Linked DNA regions of Mus musculus: regions 1, 3 and 4 are each linked to region 2. The links are chromatin contacts, called in public HiChIP or PLAC-seq and promoter capture Hi-C maps. All regions are on one chromosome and are shown on one strand. Each heading gives the region's core, a stretch centred on a gene start, on an enhancer-like site or on the middle of the called end of the contact. The rest is flanking DNA. Distances are from core to core; before and after follow the strand shown. Region 1 holds the start of H3c15 (H3 clustered histone 15). Region 2 has its middle 3.5 kb from the start of Gm24136. Region 3 holds the start of Pex11b (peroxisomal biogenesis factor 11 beta). Region 4 holds the start of H4c14 (H4 clustered histone 14).

Region 1 (3,759 bases), core at 575-3,074, 180 kb after region 2:
TGATAGACAAAAGCAGCAGCGTAAGGTTTACTTTTTAAGTTATTTCGATTCCTTATGTACAAATCTGAGTGGCAAAAAAATAATTTTAGTAAACCCCAGGCGAACTGTACTTGGTCTTTTCAAGCACTCTCAGATGTGTATGGATTAAGAAAATAACCTTTAAATTTAACGATTTTAAAGTAAGGCTCCCAGCGATAAACGCTTAAAATGAAACAAGTAGGTTTTACACTGTTTCAAGTAGAAAAATAAAGAGGCTATGAGAATTATCCGCTACTCCTTAGGTATAAAAAACTAAATTTCCAGTATTCCTCGAAGGAAAACCTACACTTAAGTAAGTGATTAACTCAGGCCCTCTTGGATGCAGGGCACACTTTGCCAGCTTCCAGAGCAGGAGAAACAGCGAGCAAGCCCAGCCGCCCGGCGACCCGCGGAGTGTCGCAACGACGGCCGCACGCAAATGAAGCCACCGAGCACGCGCGTCGTGATTCGCGCGTTCCAGGGCGGCGCCGGGGCGAGGGAGCCGGTCTTATGTAAATGAGAGGCTTCTGTCCGCGCGCTCCTATTGGCCACGGCGTCAGGACGCGTGTGAGCCAATGAGAGCGTCGGGCGGACAATCGGGTCTGCGTCTATAAAAGGGTGAGGCGTCGGCGCCGGAGTACCGTTTCCTGGTTGTGGCCGTTCGTCTGTTTGCGCTTTCGTGATGTCCGGTCGTGGCAAGCAAGGAGGCAAGGCCCGCGCCAAGGCCAAGTCGCGGTCTTCCCGGGCCGGGCTACAGTTCCCGGTGGGGCGTGTGCACCGGCTGCTGCGCAAGGGCAACTACGCGGAGCGTGTGGGTGCCGGCGCGCCGGTATACATGGCGGCGGTGCTGGAGTACCTAACGGCCGAGATCCTGGAGCTGGCGGGCAACGCGGCCCGCGACAACAAGAAGACGCGCATCATCCCGCGCCACCTGCAGCTGGCCATCCGCAACGACGAGGAGCTCAACAAGCTGCTGGGCAAAGTGACGATCGCGCAGGGCGGCGTCCTGCCCAACATCCAGGCCGTGCTGCTGCCCAAGAAGACGGAGAGCCACCATAAGGCGAAGGGCAAGTGAGGCCACTGCTCGCGTCGGCCCGCGTCTCTGTGATATAACCCCCGCGAGCTCCTAAAAAGGCTCTTTTCAGAGCCACCCACTGAATCAGATAAAGAGTTGTGTCACGGTAGCCGGTCTTGGTGGCCTTTCCTGGCCCTGCCCCAAAAGTAAGAGTGTCGTGTCCTCTGCTTCCTTGCCCATCCTGCCCGTGGTTCCCCCTGGTAGTTAGTCTGTTGTCGCTCTTTGGTTCATGCCCTGCCTCGGCGGAGCGGATACGCGGTTCTCGCTGACCGTCCCAAGCATTTAGCCCCTATCTGCCCACACCCTTGTCCTACACAACACTGTCCCTCACTCAGCGTCCACCCGCCTGACCCTTCCCAGGACTAAGACTCAACTAGGACGTCTAGGCCAATCTAGACATAAGTCGCAGTCAGCCGCGCTCTCGTCCGGTCCTTGGGGAATGTCTAGGAGGAGGAGGTGTCCCGCGAGGACTGGACGCGGCCGGCTCTAGGGATCATGGGGGACTGGGGCTGGGACTGTGGCTGTGGCTGGGCGGTGCTGCACAAACACTAGATTAGTTCTGCCCTGGGACTTTGGGCGGCGGGCGGGGGCGCGCGAGCTCCTCTTGGGCAGAGCCGGGACCCGCCCTCTACGGGCAGCTGCCAGACGTGGCTCCACCCTCGCAGAACGTTGGCAAGTGGACCGGGCGCGGGGCTGGACGTGGGGGGCGGGTGGGGGCGGGTCAGGTGGCGTGGCGGGCCCGAGCCAATGGGCGAGGTCGGGGCCGGTGACGCCACGGCCAATGGCGCGGCAGCGCGGGAGTTTCAAGTCGCTGTCTCCGCCCCGCCGCGGGGAAGACTGCGCCTATAAAGGCGGCCGGCTCGGGCCGGTATCAGGTCCCCGAGTGCTCCTCGTTTGGGTGTCTTCCGTCTTCGCCATGGCCCGTACGAAGCAGACTGCCCGCAAGTCCACCGGCGGCAAGGCCCCGCGCAAGCAGCTGGCCACCAAGGCCGCCCGCAAGAGCGCCCCGGCCACGGGCGGCGTGAAGAAGCCGCACCGCTACCGGCCCGGCACCGTGGCGCTGCGGGAGATCCGGCGCTACCAGAAGTCGACCGAGCTGCTGATCCGCAAGCTGCCGTTCCAGCGCCTGGTGCGCGAGATCGCGCAGGACTTCAAGACGGACCTGCGCTTCCAGAGCTCGGCCGTCATGGCGCTGCAGGAGGCGAGCGAGGCCTACCTGGTGGGGCTGTTCGAGGACACCAACCTGTGCGCCATCCACGCCAAACGCGTCACCATCATGCCCAAGGACATCCAGTTGGCCCGCCGCATCCGTGGGGAGCGCGCTTAAGCGCCCTGTCTCCCATCCATTCCCCACAAAGGCTCTTTTCAGAGCCACCACAGCTTCCCGGAAAGAGCTGTTTACTTCGCTTAGAGCTTTGTCCGCACATTATCCCGCTCCATAGCTCTAGGTTGGTATCTGACTTATACCTGTTATGTCTACATAATGGTTGCTTTCAAGGAAGGTTTGAATGCCCTTAGTGTAAGTTGTTTAACGTTAATTGCGGTCTTATTCAGACTCCTAGCTTGTTAACCCGAAGTAGGTTCACCACCTCAGTCTAAGGGGAGGGGATAATCTTACGGAGGGTTGGGGCTTGGTGGATACTATGTAATGTTCCTACCCAGCTGGAGCAGAGAAGGCTTTGTAAGTAGCTGAAGGCTGAGATCTAGCTTACAGCTCATAATTACATCACCAGACTTCTGGACGACTGAAGATTATTGTTGCTCATTTAATGCAATGTCTGAGGCTTACGGGGCTCAACGTCGGTGGTAAGTGGACTATGAGTAATATCCAGTGATAAAGCTTTGTTCTCTAACACTTGATTAGAAGACCTGCTAGCTACTTGGGATTCAGCATTTATTGCTATGATATGGTTCAATGGCAATTGGGTAGTTTTTCCTCTTACTCCTATTAATTTACTTCAAAATGACAACTCCATTCCCCCCTTCCCACTTTGGCAGGCACCTTTCTGGACCGAAATACACTGGATATCAAAGGGGAATCCCTTTACAATTCCTTAGCGTGAGGACAGTCTTTGCAGGGGTGGGTGTCGGACCTGAGACTCAAGAGCACAGTAAATACCTTATGGAGATCACTGTCATGGACCTTCCTTTCGGTTTCTGCCGGAAACTTCCAGAGAGCAAACTAGCAATAGTTAAAGCTGTGTGGAGACAGCCCATTTGTCCCCAGCATCTTACTGAGCTTTGCCTCAAAGGTTGGGCCCAAAAGTTCTTAGAACTAAGTGATTTTGGTCCATCAAAGCTCTTAGTGGCTAAGCAGACCCCCTCAGCATGCAAATTTACTCCATGAGTTGAAACTAAGGCAGATTTAAAAGCAAGATATCAACCAATTTAAATACAAGAGCTCTGGATGCTGACAGGCTGTGTATGTCATGGTATGTAAGGCAGTCAGGGATCCCTAGCGTAGGAAGGAGAGCTATGGCCTCCCTTTGCTGTTCTCACTTTTAAGGTCGCCTTATTCTCTCTTAGGACTTGTGAGTACTCATTGGCCAAACTCAAAGACTCAAAGGACATGGGAGAGAATGGGAAAAGGAAAAGGAGGGGGCAGTTTATACTAGGCAGGGCAGGACCTGGCTGATATTAGACAGAGGAAGTCTTCTAGGTTAATC
Region 2 (3,665 bases), core at 573-3,072:
TTCCAGGCTTACCCACCATCTTACAGACTTCAGCTTTCAGGGGTCATTTTTGATGGTGCTCACCAGCCTGTGGGTGGGAGGTACTAATTAATACAGCCATGGGGCCAGCACACAGCAGTCCGTGTCTGGCCACCACAGACTGTTTTGTAGTGTGATTAATGGGGTATCCATCCACAAAATAACTTCAGTATTATTCCATCTCACCCAAACATGTGGTGACCTCATATTTCTGGGCTTCCTGCCTTCCTCCTTCCATGTCTGGTTCTCTAAAGTATTTGGAGCTTAGCATCCAGTAAGAAAGTCCTGTGTGAAGGGTTAAAGGTTTGTCCAGAACATCATAAACACCCCAAAATAGAACTTTTTCCATTAATATCATTTCTAGAATGCCGGAATGTACTTGGACATATCTCTATTCCAACTGCTCCAGACCAGTAGTTAAGGTCACACATCTCTGAGATGCCACCGATACCCAGAGAGAGGAGTGAGAAGCTCTTAGTACCCGAGTCTGAGATCTTCCATGGAATAAATAATTTTGTTAGCATTTGCCATTATTATTAATGTGGGTGAAAGGCCCACTCCTGTTATGACAGTTGGCATCAACTTTTCAAATAAATATATTTTACTTGGTAGTTTTCCAATCCACTGACATGAATTTGGTCCCTATATTTATTATCATCAATATTACTGTTGGAAACCAGACATGGTGGTACACATCGAATACCAAGCTGAAATCGAAGGATTTGAATTTGATTCCCAGCACCTACATGGTAGCTCACAACCATCTTTAACTCCAGAGGAACCTCTTCTGAACTCTGTGGGTACCAAGCACACACGTAGTGCACATACATACACAAAGGAAAACACTAAACAAGTCAATCTAAATAAAAAACCAAAAAACCAAAAACAAACAAACAAACCAAAGCTTGAGTTTATTTTTTGTTGTTGGAGATGTTTGACAGGTGGGTAAGAAGACATAAACGACAACCACAGTGGAAAGAAGTCAATCTATTTTCCTTTGCAGATTTCTCAGCCATTAAGAAAACCCAGTAAAAGTGAATTGGACATGTCAAGTTAACAGATGATCGCAGGATAGTTGCCAGGCCACAGATCAATAAACAAGATTCACCTGCTTCCAAGCGCAGAGCGAAGCCATTGCCTGGGTTTGGCCCTGGGCCTGAAATCACTTTTCTTAGCCCTACTTCATCTCTGTTGTTGGAAGCCCAGGCAGCTATGTGAGCTGTGGAACTAAACACACCACAGGTGAGAGGCTGATGGCTTCATCTTACCAACAAAATTAATTTAATTTCTCCATTCAAGATTTAAGTCCTGTCAACTAAAAATAATTTGAACTGATTTCCTATGAGAACTCCTTTTAATTAATTTATTTATTTGGAAGTCCTCTCACAATTTAGCCCTGGGTGGCCTAGAACTCATTATGTGGAGTAGGTTGTCCAGCCTCTGCTTCTTGGTAATGGGACTTCAGTTGTGCAAGAACCGATACAAAGAGAAGCAGTTTGGGGCACCTTTTTACGTAAACATGTCACATAGTATGTATCCAAAAGTAGCATACAGAAGTATATAATTTAAAATGCTATAATGTCGTGGTAAATCTCCAACCCCAATATGCCCATGCAAAACCACACAACTCGGGTATAATATTTACAAGCCGCACACCTAGCCTGGGCAGATTCACCACTGCTCTACTCTATTCCCAGCTACATGATCTCTGGCTACTTGCAGCTTCTCCAGACCACGTGGTTCTGCTCCACCTTCATTTCCTCTCCTCTCCCTCCATCTTCCTCTGCCTTCCCCCTCTTCCTCTCTTCCCTTTCTCTTTAAAACCTCCAGCCCCACCTTTCCCTTCCACTGCCCAACCACAGGCTCTAGCCTTTATTGGACCAGTTAGAATGGGGAGAAGGTTCCCATGAAATCACCTGAGTACCGGATACACTCCTAGAGCAGGCAGCCTTCTCTTGAAGGAAGCAGAATTAACATCAGAATACAAACAGCACCAGTGCAACCCCTTTAAGTTGAAATTGTGGGACCCCGAGCGTTTCTCCCTGGAAGGTAAAGCCCCTGGACGTTCCCCAAGCTTGTTTTCCCTGATCTTTAAAAATACAGCCAGAAAGAAGCTCTTTGTTCTCTATAGCCAGCAAAAAGCCTTTTTGTTTCTATACTTTACAACCAGAGATGCCTGCCTTCGTGTGCCGAGGACACGGAGATAAAAATTCAGAAAGAACTCACTCCCCACTCCTGCCTTGTAAATTTCACCAAGGACACCCAGAAAAGAAGAACTCTCCTTCCAACTCCTCCCAACTCTTCCCAACTCCTCCCAATTCCTCAGCTAGCTGTTAAAAGCCCCCTAGGGGTCAAACTCCCCTGCCCTGCATGGTGGAGGAACTTCGTCCTCAGTAAGCTGATTATAAAAGCTCTTGCAGTTTGCATCAGGTGTGGTTTTCTTTTGGGACACTGGGGTGCTGGCCAGCTCATCCTGGGACTTGAGCGGAGGCCCAGCTTTAGGGGTCTTACAAAATCACAATCATGAAACAAAGTAATACAGCAAGACAAATTTACCAAAAATTTAAAAACATTTGAGTTTAAATATGTGATGGAATTGAGGGACTCTAAAGGCTTTTCCAGTCCCACACCCTCCTTACAGCTTCCCCCTCCTGCCTGGGGTCAAGGCTAGGCCGAGTTCCATTCTCCACCCACAGGAACATTCTTGAGTAAAAAATTCTCAGAATGTACTGACTGATAATTACCTGACCCTCTGGAAAGTACCAGGTAGAGTTCAAATAGAGCCAACAGATTTAAAGGTCAGTATGCTTAGCCAGTAAGTTTGGACTGTAACCTTGCTGATGTAACCTGTCCCTGAAAATATAAAAACTGCTTGTAATAGCCATTCAAGGTCACCTTCTAGTCATTCCTCTTGAGAGATTAATTGAAGGTTGACCCTGACAGGCCGGAAAATAACCCTCTTGCTTTTCCATTGATCCGCATCTCAGTTTCTCACTAGGGGGTGTCTCAAAGTAAGTACCACTGGCCAAGGGTCTAATACAGATCCAAGCTTAAGGAAGACACTGGGAGGTTTGGCTTTGGGGCTAGGCTTAAAGATGGTTAGAATTTAGATTTATTAGAAGCTGGGTGAGGTGGCTTACCTACCCAGCTTCTTGCAATCTCAAGGGAAGCCAAGGCAGGAGGGTTGAAGCAAATTCAAGGTCAAATTGGTCTACTTATTGTGTTCTAAACCAGCCAAGGCTCCATAGACTGTTTGCATGGCTTTCCAATGAATTCAGGTGCCGTAGCAAGCACAGCCACCGGTGTCTCGGGGATCTGGATAGGAGGAGGATGTAGACAGAGACACAAGACACCTAGTCCACTTCAAGAATGAACAATTTTTATTTTTCTCCCGATGCCCTCTATTGTTTTTAGCTGATAGTGCTAACACTGCAGGCAGAACTTGAGCAGTCAGTGACAAAGCCTTGGTAAAATATTAAGGCCTAGATGGAATGTGAAAGCCTAGGTATGGCTTTAACCCCAGCACTTGGGAGGCAGAGGCAGGCAGATTTCTGTGTTCGAGGCCAGCCTGGAGCCTGGTCTAGAGTGAGTTCCAGGACAGCCAGGGCTACACAGAGAAACCCTGCCTGGGGGGGGGGGGGGAATCC
Region 3 (3,629 bases), core at 820-3,319, 220 kb before region 2:
CTCTTTTGGCCTCTGCCAGCACCAGGCACACAAATGGTACACAGGCATGCAGGCAAAATACCCATATGTGTAAAGCAAAATGTTTACTATTACAAGCGATGCAAGCTTTGCAAGCTTTGCAGAATGAAGGCTACACATAGTCTTGTAGGATAAAAGGAAAACCAACCTGAATGAACGCTGTGCCCACTTTTCCTGGTCCACTCGGGGAGCTAGCCCAGACTTTCCAGCCCATAGGACATTGTCACAGGCAAAGTACAAGGCTCGGTTGAGGTGACTGACAGTGATGCAGAATCTCAGAACGACATCTGACAGGTGCACAGCCCTTTTGGCTGACTCCAGGGCATCTGTTGAGTTCCCCAGGCGTAGCACTTGTAGAGATTAACAAGGGAAAGCAAGGGTTTGAAGTCCAGAGGCAGGGGTGGGGGTGGGGAAGAGAAAAATAAAAGTTGAGCAAGCAATAATAACATACAGGAAGAAAGAGTAAAAATAATTTGTTCTTTTTCTTAACTTCCAATCGTAATTCATTTTTGTGCCAGTTTAGTGTTCTCGTGCCGTGTTTTTCCAATCAGTGCTAACTTCCTTATACCTGTTCTCTGACCTCAACTGGAGGCATGCAGGAGAGTGGCAAATGATGGCGAACTGGCAGAACGGGAGGAGAGGCCATGGGCTACCAGCTGAGGATGATAAGAGGAAGGTCTGCTTTACTTACACTTTCGTCCGAGGCTCAGATGACCCTCCAGTTGTCGAATCTGTTTCTGTAACTCGGGACTAGCCCCATGTCTCTGCAAAGCATGGCCGAGAAGGGAACAGGCATACTGGGCGGCCCTGGAGGGGAGGACACGTAGAGTAAGGGACAGGCCTCCCTAACCCCTCTGCCAACCATATCCTCCGTGGGCTGGTGAGGCGGTTAAGAGCACTTGCTCTTGCAGGGGACCCGGGTTCCACTCCCAGCACCCACACGGTGGCTCATAACTGTCTGTAACTCTAGTTCCAGGGATCCACCACTCTCTTCTGTCCTTTGCAGGCACTAGACACACATGTGGTACACATACATTCTTGCAGACCAAACACTCAGACAAATAATAATTGGTAAACAAAAACCCCACCAGGGACACTTCCTCGGTTTCACACCAATATCTTTCCATTTTTTTCCTCAAAGCCAGGGGAAGGGAAAGACATGCGAGGAAAATAAAGCCTAGAAGATGGTGGAGAGCACTCTTTGGAGTTAAGAGACTAAGAGTTTTGAAAATGATGAGGCCTAAAGTTTAGGGCCAGTAAGCAGCCCGGGGTTCATCGCAGACGTCCACACTGCGATTTTATACATGAAACACGACAGAGGAAGATCTAGTTGAAGGGCAGATTAGTTCTCCGGGTAGGTAAACTAAGAGATAGATTAAGGTTCTTGGACTGATGGAAACCGAAGAAGAGCCGAGATAGCGAGGCTCCTAGGTCACAACTGGTGAGAGGACGCAGAACCGAGAGGATCGCCCCTCGTGCCACCACAGCAGCGAGGAAACTGTTGCTCTCTGTGGACACAGTAAACCTAGGTGGCCTCCCCGCTGGCCCACTCATGCCTCAGTTTCCCCATCTTTCCCTTGAGCAGGGAAGAATCATCTCACAACCGGCTGCGGAGTACGCCTCCGGGGCCGCGCGGGCCCCCGTAGCCACAGCTGACCCTTAGGGACCCCGTAGCGCGCCCGTCGCCTCGCGGGACCCTGCTCTGCCCTCCCGCCCGCGCTCCTCCGTCGGCCGCACCTACACAGCCGCTCCCGGGCTTGGCTCTGAGCACTGAAGCGGACCCAGGCGTCCATGACAGCGGCAGCCCGGGCCCACGGCGCAGCGGCCCGCCTGCTTCCAGCCCCAAGTCACGCCTCCTGGGCGAGCAACGGGGCTTCGCGAGGGACAAACGGCGGCAGGAAAGCCAAGCAGCCGGAGCCGGCCTTGAAGTGGAATTTCAGGACGCGAAGCGAGATCGTGGGTGCATTTCCGGCAGCTCACCCTTCTCTGGGATGGTCTCCGGCTTTTAAGCACGCCCCTAGGAGCACATTCTGCTTTAAATTCTCAGCAGCAAGGGGTGGGGCCTGCGGGAGCCAGGAGGCGCTGTAGGTTGCCGCCAAGGCGCACACGCCACCCGCCCCAAACGCCCAGAACAGCAGAAGCCTGTCCTAGACTATTTGTCCTAGGGAAAGCGGATGTAATGAGATGCCGCTTGACAACGATGGTCTGCTATACTCAAAGATTGGTGCCTAGCCCAATTGTCATCAGAGAGGCTTCACACAGCAACTGGTAGAAACAAAGGCACAGACCCACAGCCAAAAGTTAGGCAGACCTTGGAGAATTTTGCATAAGACAAGGGGAAGGACTGTACAAGAAAATGCACAGAGTCAAGTAAACTGGGCCCATAGGGGCTCAGACTGAACTGCTACAGGGAGCCTGCATGAGACTGCTTCGCACATGCTATAGTTGTGTAGTTTGGTCTTCTTGTGGGACTTCTAACAGCGGGAACAGGGGCTGTCTCTGATTCTGCGGGACCCTTTCCTCCTGCTGTGTTGCCTCATGAAAGACTTAATCAAAGAAGGTGCCTAGTCTTACTGCAACTTAATATACCATGCTGTTGATACCTAACGGAGACCTGCCTTCTTCTGAAGAGAAATGAAGTGGATGGGGAGAGGCAGTAGGGGGGTAAACTCCAGGGGATCCAACACCCTTCTCAAACCTCAGCAGGTACCAGGCATGAACATGGTACACAAGGAAAACACTTTTACACCTTTACACATTATTTAAAAAAAAAAAAAAAAAAAAAAGCGAAGCCGGGCATGGTGGCACCCGCCTTTAATCCCAACACTTGGGAGGCAGAGGCAGGCAAATTTCTGAATTTGAGACCAGCCTGGTCTACAGAGTGAGTTCCAGGACAGCCAGAACTGCACAGAGAAACCCTGTCTTGAAAAACAAAACAAAAACAAACAAACAAAAAAAACTTGCCTGTAGCAGCAATAGCCTGACTATAGTTGTGAGGAGGAAAAAAACCAAAACAACAAAAAACCTACAATATCACAAACAAGATCTCTACAACCACTATAAAAAGAAATCTAGGGCTGGAGTTGGCTCTGCTGCTTTTCTACTGGCTGCTTTTCCAGAAGACAGATTGAATCCCCCATCCACATAGCAGCTCACAGCATCTGTAACTTCTGTTCCAGACGCTCTGGAGCCCTGTTCTAATCTTCTCAGGCACCAGGAACACAGATAGTATATAAACATACATGCAGGCAAAAACCTCATTAGATATTTAAACCAAAACCACTGTGTAGTGGTGGTGCATGCCTTTGATACCAGCCTTGGGAGGAAGAGGCAGGTAGATCTTTCTTTGTGAGTTCCAGACCAGCCTGGAGAAAGAAAGTGGGGTGGGGGTGAGGGAGGAGTCTGGAGAGATGGCTCAGTGGTTAAGGGTACAGTCTGCTCTTCCAGCTCACAACTGTTTCTAACTCCAATATATCTGACATCCTCACTTTACTTTTTTTGTTTTTTTTCGAGACAGGGTTTCTCTGTATAGCCCCGGCTGTCCTGGAACTCACTTTGTAGACCAAGCTGGCCTTGAACTCAGAAATCTGCCTGCCTCTGCCTCCTCTGAG
Region 4 (3,791 bases), core at 134-2,633, 160 kb after region 2:
TTCACCTTAAAAAGAAAGAAGACACAGAAATCACATCCCATTAGGGACATAGTCAAGGATGTGGAGAAGTCCGCACAATACAGAGATATGAAGCAACACAGCTTCCAGGGGTCGCCATGGGAATGAGAAAACAGCGGCTGCGGGATGGAGAGGCTCTGAATTCTAGGGTGCTAGTTTGGGCATGGAGGCATGTCTACAAACAGGATCTATCCATCAAGAGACGTGTATGACTGCCCAGGGTTACTGGGGTAGGAGGGAGCTCTCTTCCCTCTAAGATCTACAATTCACAGGTCTTAGGTTTAAAACATTTGAGTTGAGAGGGGAGTCTGAGCCCCCAGCCTAAGGTGACTCAAAACCTACATCTATCTACATGTCTGGAGCCAGAAAATCTGGATAGAAAAAAGGTGGTGGTGGTGGTGGTGGGGATTCATGAGCACATATAGATGTTAGAATAAAGGAACAGTCAGAACAAGGCCTATCAGATCACTTTAAAAACAAGTCCCAACCAACCCACTACCGTTCTTTCTGATGCAGAATGCTTTCTCAAGATTCTTCTATGGGTGGCCCTGGGAACGACGGACATACTAGAAGTACAGACTCCAGTTCATTTCCCAGGGCGTCACTGTATAAAGCAGACACACACTTGAAAAAGTGAATTTTAGTCTACTGCATAGTAGAGACAGTTTGGAATAACTGAAAACAAAGGGCGGGCCTCAAAGGACTTGTGGAAACGAGCGTAGCAGCATTCCCGGGCTGCTCGGCTAGTCAGCGGGCCTTTGGGTAGAAGAGCGTGGAAACCCACTGACCTCGGTGAAAAGGATCGGCGGCATCCTCAGTTTTCCTATGATCTAGTTTCTGCTTGATCTGAATAATGTGTCTCTATCAACGAAACAGGCGACTGTACGCAGAAACGCCCGCGACCTTTCCCTTCCACACACATTCCTGGGTCCTCTGCTTTCGATTGTCACGCTGGTTACTGGAACTTTTGCTGCGGTTTTTACCTAACAGGAGCTCCGGGCCCTTCAGTGCAGCGCACTCCCCCCTCATCTCTAACTTTCTCTTTCTCCGGTCTTTTGTCTTTTTAGCGTCAGTGCTTTCTAAAGTCTGTGTTATCTCTAAGTTTTATTTGGAGGAATCTGAATTCTCCGAGGGACTTCGGCACCATAATTAAGAAAATCGAAAATAAAAAAATAAAGGCTTGAGACTGTAAGGAACCGGTAGAGGGCAGAGAAGAGAAAAGAAAAACAGGAAGATGATGCAACATCCAGAGCCCGGATAATTTAGAAAGGTTCCCGCCCGCGCGCTTTCAGTTTTCAATCTGGTCCGATCCTCTCATATATTAGTGGCACTCCACCTCCAATGCCTCACCAGCTGGTGTTTCAGATTACATTAGCCATGTCTGGCAGAGGAAAGGGTGGAAAGGGTCTAGGCAAGGGTGGCGCCAAGCGCCATCGCAAAGTCTTGCGTGACAACATCCAGGGTATCACCAAGCCCGCCATCCGCCGCCTGGCTCGGCGCGGTGGGGTCAAGCGCATCTCCGGCCTCATCTACGAGGAGACCCGTGGTGTGCTGAAGGTGTTCCTGGAGAACGTCATCCGCGACGCAGTCACCTACACCGAGCACGCCAAGCGCAAGACCGTCACCGCTATGGATGTGGTGTACGCTCTCAAGCGCCAGGGCCGCACCCTCTACGGCTTCGGAGGCTAGACGCCGCCGCTTCAATTCCCCCCCCCCCCATCCCTAACGGCCCTTTTTAGGGCCAACCACAGTCTCTTCAGGAGAGCTGACACTGACTTGGGTTGTACAGGTAATAACCGTGGGTTTAGACTCGGTAAGGTAAAGACGCTAGTTTTCCTTGTGACTCAACGCTACTAGGTGTTCCGCTTTTAGAGCCATCCACTTAAGTTTCTATACCACGGCGGATAGATAGCATCCAGCAGGATAGCTCACACTGGGAATTTTAATTCCTACTTAGTGTGTGAGCTGGTTGTCAGGTCAAGAGACTGGCTAAGATTTTCTTTAGCTGTTTGGAGCAGAATTGCAATAAGGAGACCCTTTGGATGGGATGACCTATGTCCACACATCAAATGGCTATGTGGCTGTGTCCCTGTGTTTCCAATGAGTGGCTGTGCTTGACCGGATATTTGGTATTGTTTCTATGGCCCCACAACCCACCTTTTATCCTTCCTCATCTTCCCAAAAGATTTTCTTCAGGCCATGTTAGAAAGCTAGCTGCCTAGATGGAGGTCACGTAACCCTCTGCGCCAAAAGGCTACGTAAGAGAGACCGGGCGTTGTCCTGCTGCTGATTGGCTCAGTGGAAGAGTTAGGCGTATGGCCTCCTGCAGAATAAAGAGCTGGCAGCAGAAGCTTGGGCCGGACAGGCGGGAGACAAGCAGGGACAAGAACGGAACAGGGATTTAAAGAGACACGTGGTGGGACACAGTGGCAAGAAGTCGGTCGGGTTAGGTAGATGGGTTAGCTGAGGGACTGTCTCAGCAAACAGGCCAACAGCTTTATTGTATCCAGATGTCTCCGGTGTCTTTACAATTAAACACCAAGCAGGACCCCCAAAAGTCCTCGCAAAACTCCTCAGTTTAGGCATGGATCTAGGAAATAGTGGACTGGGATCGAAGCTCTGCTGGGATACAATTGCAACGACATTTTAATGTCCCATAACATAAGCAAGCCAGGTGGTGACAGCTATAATCCCAGCAAGTCAGGGAGGAAACAAGGGTTAGGGGTTCAAGGACCACTTCTGCATGGTTTGGGGGAAAGCCTGAACCACAAGACCCTGTCACAAACAAAACAACAAAACAAAGCAAGCAAGCAAACAAACAAAAAACCCCTTGAGGGTTGGAGAGGGGACTGAGAGGTCCTGAGCTCAAATCTCAGCAACCACATGGTGGCTCACCATCTCTAATAGGATCCGATGCCCTCTTCTGGTGTGACTGAAGAGAGAGGACCAGTGTATTCGTATACATAAAATAAAATCTTAAAAACAACAAAAAGAAAAGAATGTATAGTCAAACAAACAAACACAAAACCAAACCACCGTGAACAATAAGTGAGTGGAGGCACACTATATTATTTAGTGAAAGAAAATCTTAGAAGCCACTCAGGTGTGTGGTGTGTTGGGACCTGTTTAGAAAGAGACTTGCCAAAACATGTGTACCGTTGATCAGATGGTGCATTTTAATTTTGATAAGGCAAAAGCAAATTCTCAACATGGCCAAGAACGCAGTAAGCCATTCTCTATGTATGCATCTATATTCTGTAGCACGCTGATTTGGGTTGAACATGTTATTGGCTGTGGGCTTGTTTTTATTTTATTTTTGCTATTGCATATTAACCTTTTACTCAGGTGAGATGACGTGCAGCCTCTGCATTCCGTTTCACGATCACTTATGAAAATCCAACTTCCAATCGGAGAAGTTGGATTTTAGTGTATATCACCTCGGGTATACTGTGAGGATCACCATAGGAATATAGTTGTGTTGATCCACCTATAATTATTGTGGTTAAAGGAAATACATTTTAGATAACTATATGCAATTGTAAGAAGCATAACTCAGACCATGTTTAATGTGCTCTCCCCCAATGGTAATGTTTTACAAGACCGTATGAGGCAACCAGAAATTGTCTCTGGGAAGAGTCAAGATTCAGAAGCTGGCATCGGCCTTTGCTTATGAAGGAAGAGGGGAAACTGACTTACTAGAGAACACTAGAGTCCCTGGTGAGCCAAGCAACAACGTCCTGATTGGCTCTTTCAGCCAATGGGACCTTAATAGG

What was found. Promoter capture Hi-C pulls out the DNA fragments that hold promoters and counts their contacts. HiChIP or PLAC-seq counts read pairs in DNA pulled down with a chosen protein or histone mark.
Region 1: a contact with region 2 is called in a promoter capture Hi-C map of embryonic stem cells. The contact joins the promoter of H3c15 here to the enhancer-like site in region 2. A contact is called at or near these places in 9 of 39 promoter capture datasets (the HPC-7 cell line, cranial neural crest, embryonic stem cells and 6 more), 4 of 115 datasets of contacts at active chromatin or transcription factors (bone marrow-derived macrophages, effector CD8 T cells, microglia and 1 more) and 1 of 9 other capture datasets (liver).
Region 3: a promoter capture Hi-C map of embryonic stem cells shows a contact between it and region 2. The contact joins the promoter of Pex11b here to the enhancer-like site in region 2. A contact is called at or near these places in 6 of 39 promoter capture datasets (the C10 cell line, the HPC-7 cell line, embryonic stem cells and 3 more), 2 of 115 datasets of contacts at active chromatin or transcription factors (the 230-238 cell line and embryonic stem cells) and 3 of 9 other capture datasets (adipose tissue, liver and pancreatic islet).
Region 4: a contact with region 2 is called in an H3K27ac HiChIP or PLAC-seq map of embryonic stem cells, with 13 read pairs. The contact joins the promoter of H4c14 here to the enhancer-like site in region 2. A contact is called at or near these places in 12 of 39 promoter capture datasets (the C10 cell line, the HPC-7 cell line, cranial neural crest and 8 more), 4 of 15 datasets of contacts at CTCF or cohesin (CD8 T cells, the NIH/3T3 cell line, embryonic stem cells and 1 more), 21 of 484 Hi-C or Micro-C datasets (the C10 cell line, CD4 T cells, CD8 T cells and 14 more), 47 of 115 datasets of contacts at active chromatin or transcription factors (the 230-238 cell line, CD8 T cells, the NIH/3T3 cell line and 29 more) and 4 of 9 other capture datasets (adipose tissue, liver, macrophages and 1 more).

The regions. Positions count from the first base shown.
Region 1 is chr3:96,237,192-96,240,950 of GRCm38.p6, reverse strand. It overlaps H3c15 (H3 clustered histone 15), which reads left to right and starts at 1,824. Exons shown (of 1, transcript NM_054045.4): 1 at 1,824-2,472. The coding sequence starts at 2,010. The coding sequence ends at 2,420. It overlaps H2ac19 (H2A clustered histone 19), which reads left to right and starts at 577. Exons shown (of 1, transcript NM_178212.3): 1 at 577-1,172. The coding sequence starts at 701. The coding sequence ends at 1,093.
Region 2 is chr3:96,417,353-96,421,017 of GRCm38.p6, reverse strand. No RefSeq gene overlaps it. Among named protein-coding and RNA genes, the nearest start is that of Gm24136, 3.5 kb to the left of the region's middle. Within about 2 kb of position 1,822, at least 18 of the 459 cell types and tissues checked have an H3K27ac peak or open chromatin away from gene starts, as enhancers often do. A contact at or near this core is called in embryonic stem cells and trophoblast stem cells, where this site is marked.
Region 3 is chr3:96,633,870-96,637,498 of GRCm38.p6, reverse strand. It overlaps Pex11b (peroxisomal biogenesis factor 11 beta), which reads right to left and starts at 2,069. Exons shown (of 4, transcript NM_011069.3): 1 at 1,756-2,069; 2 at 710-825; 3 at 167-368. The coding sequence starts at 1,811.
Region 4 is chr3:96,260,909-96,264,699 of GRCm38.p6, reverse strand. It overlaps H4c14 (H4 clustered histone 14), which reads left to right and starts at 1,383. Exons shown (of 1, transcript NM_033596.3): 1 at 1,383-1,766. The coding sequence starts at 1,396. The coding sequence ends at 1,707.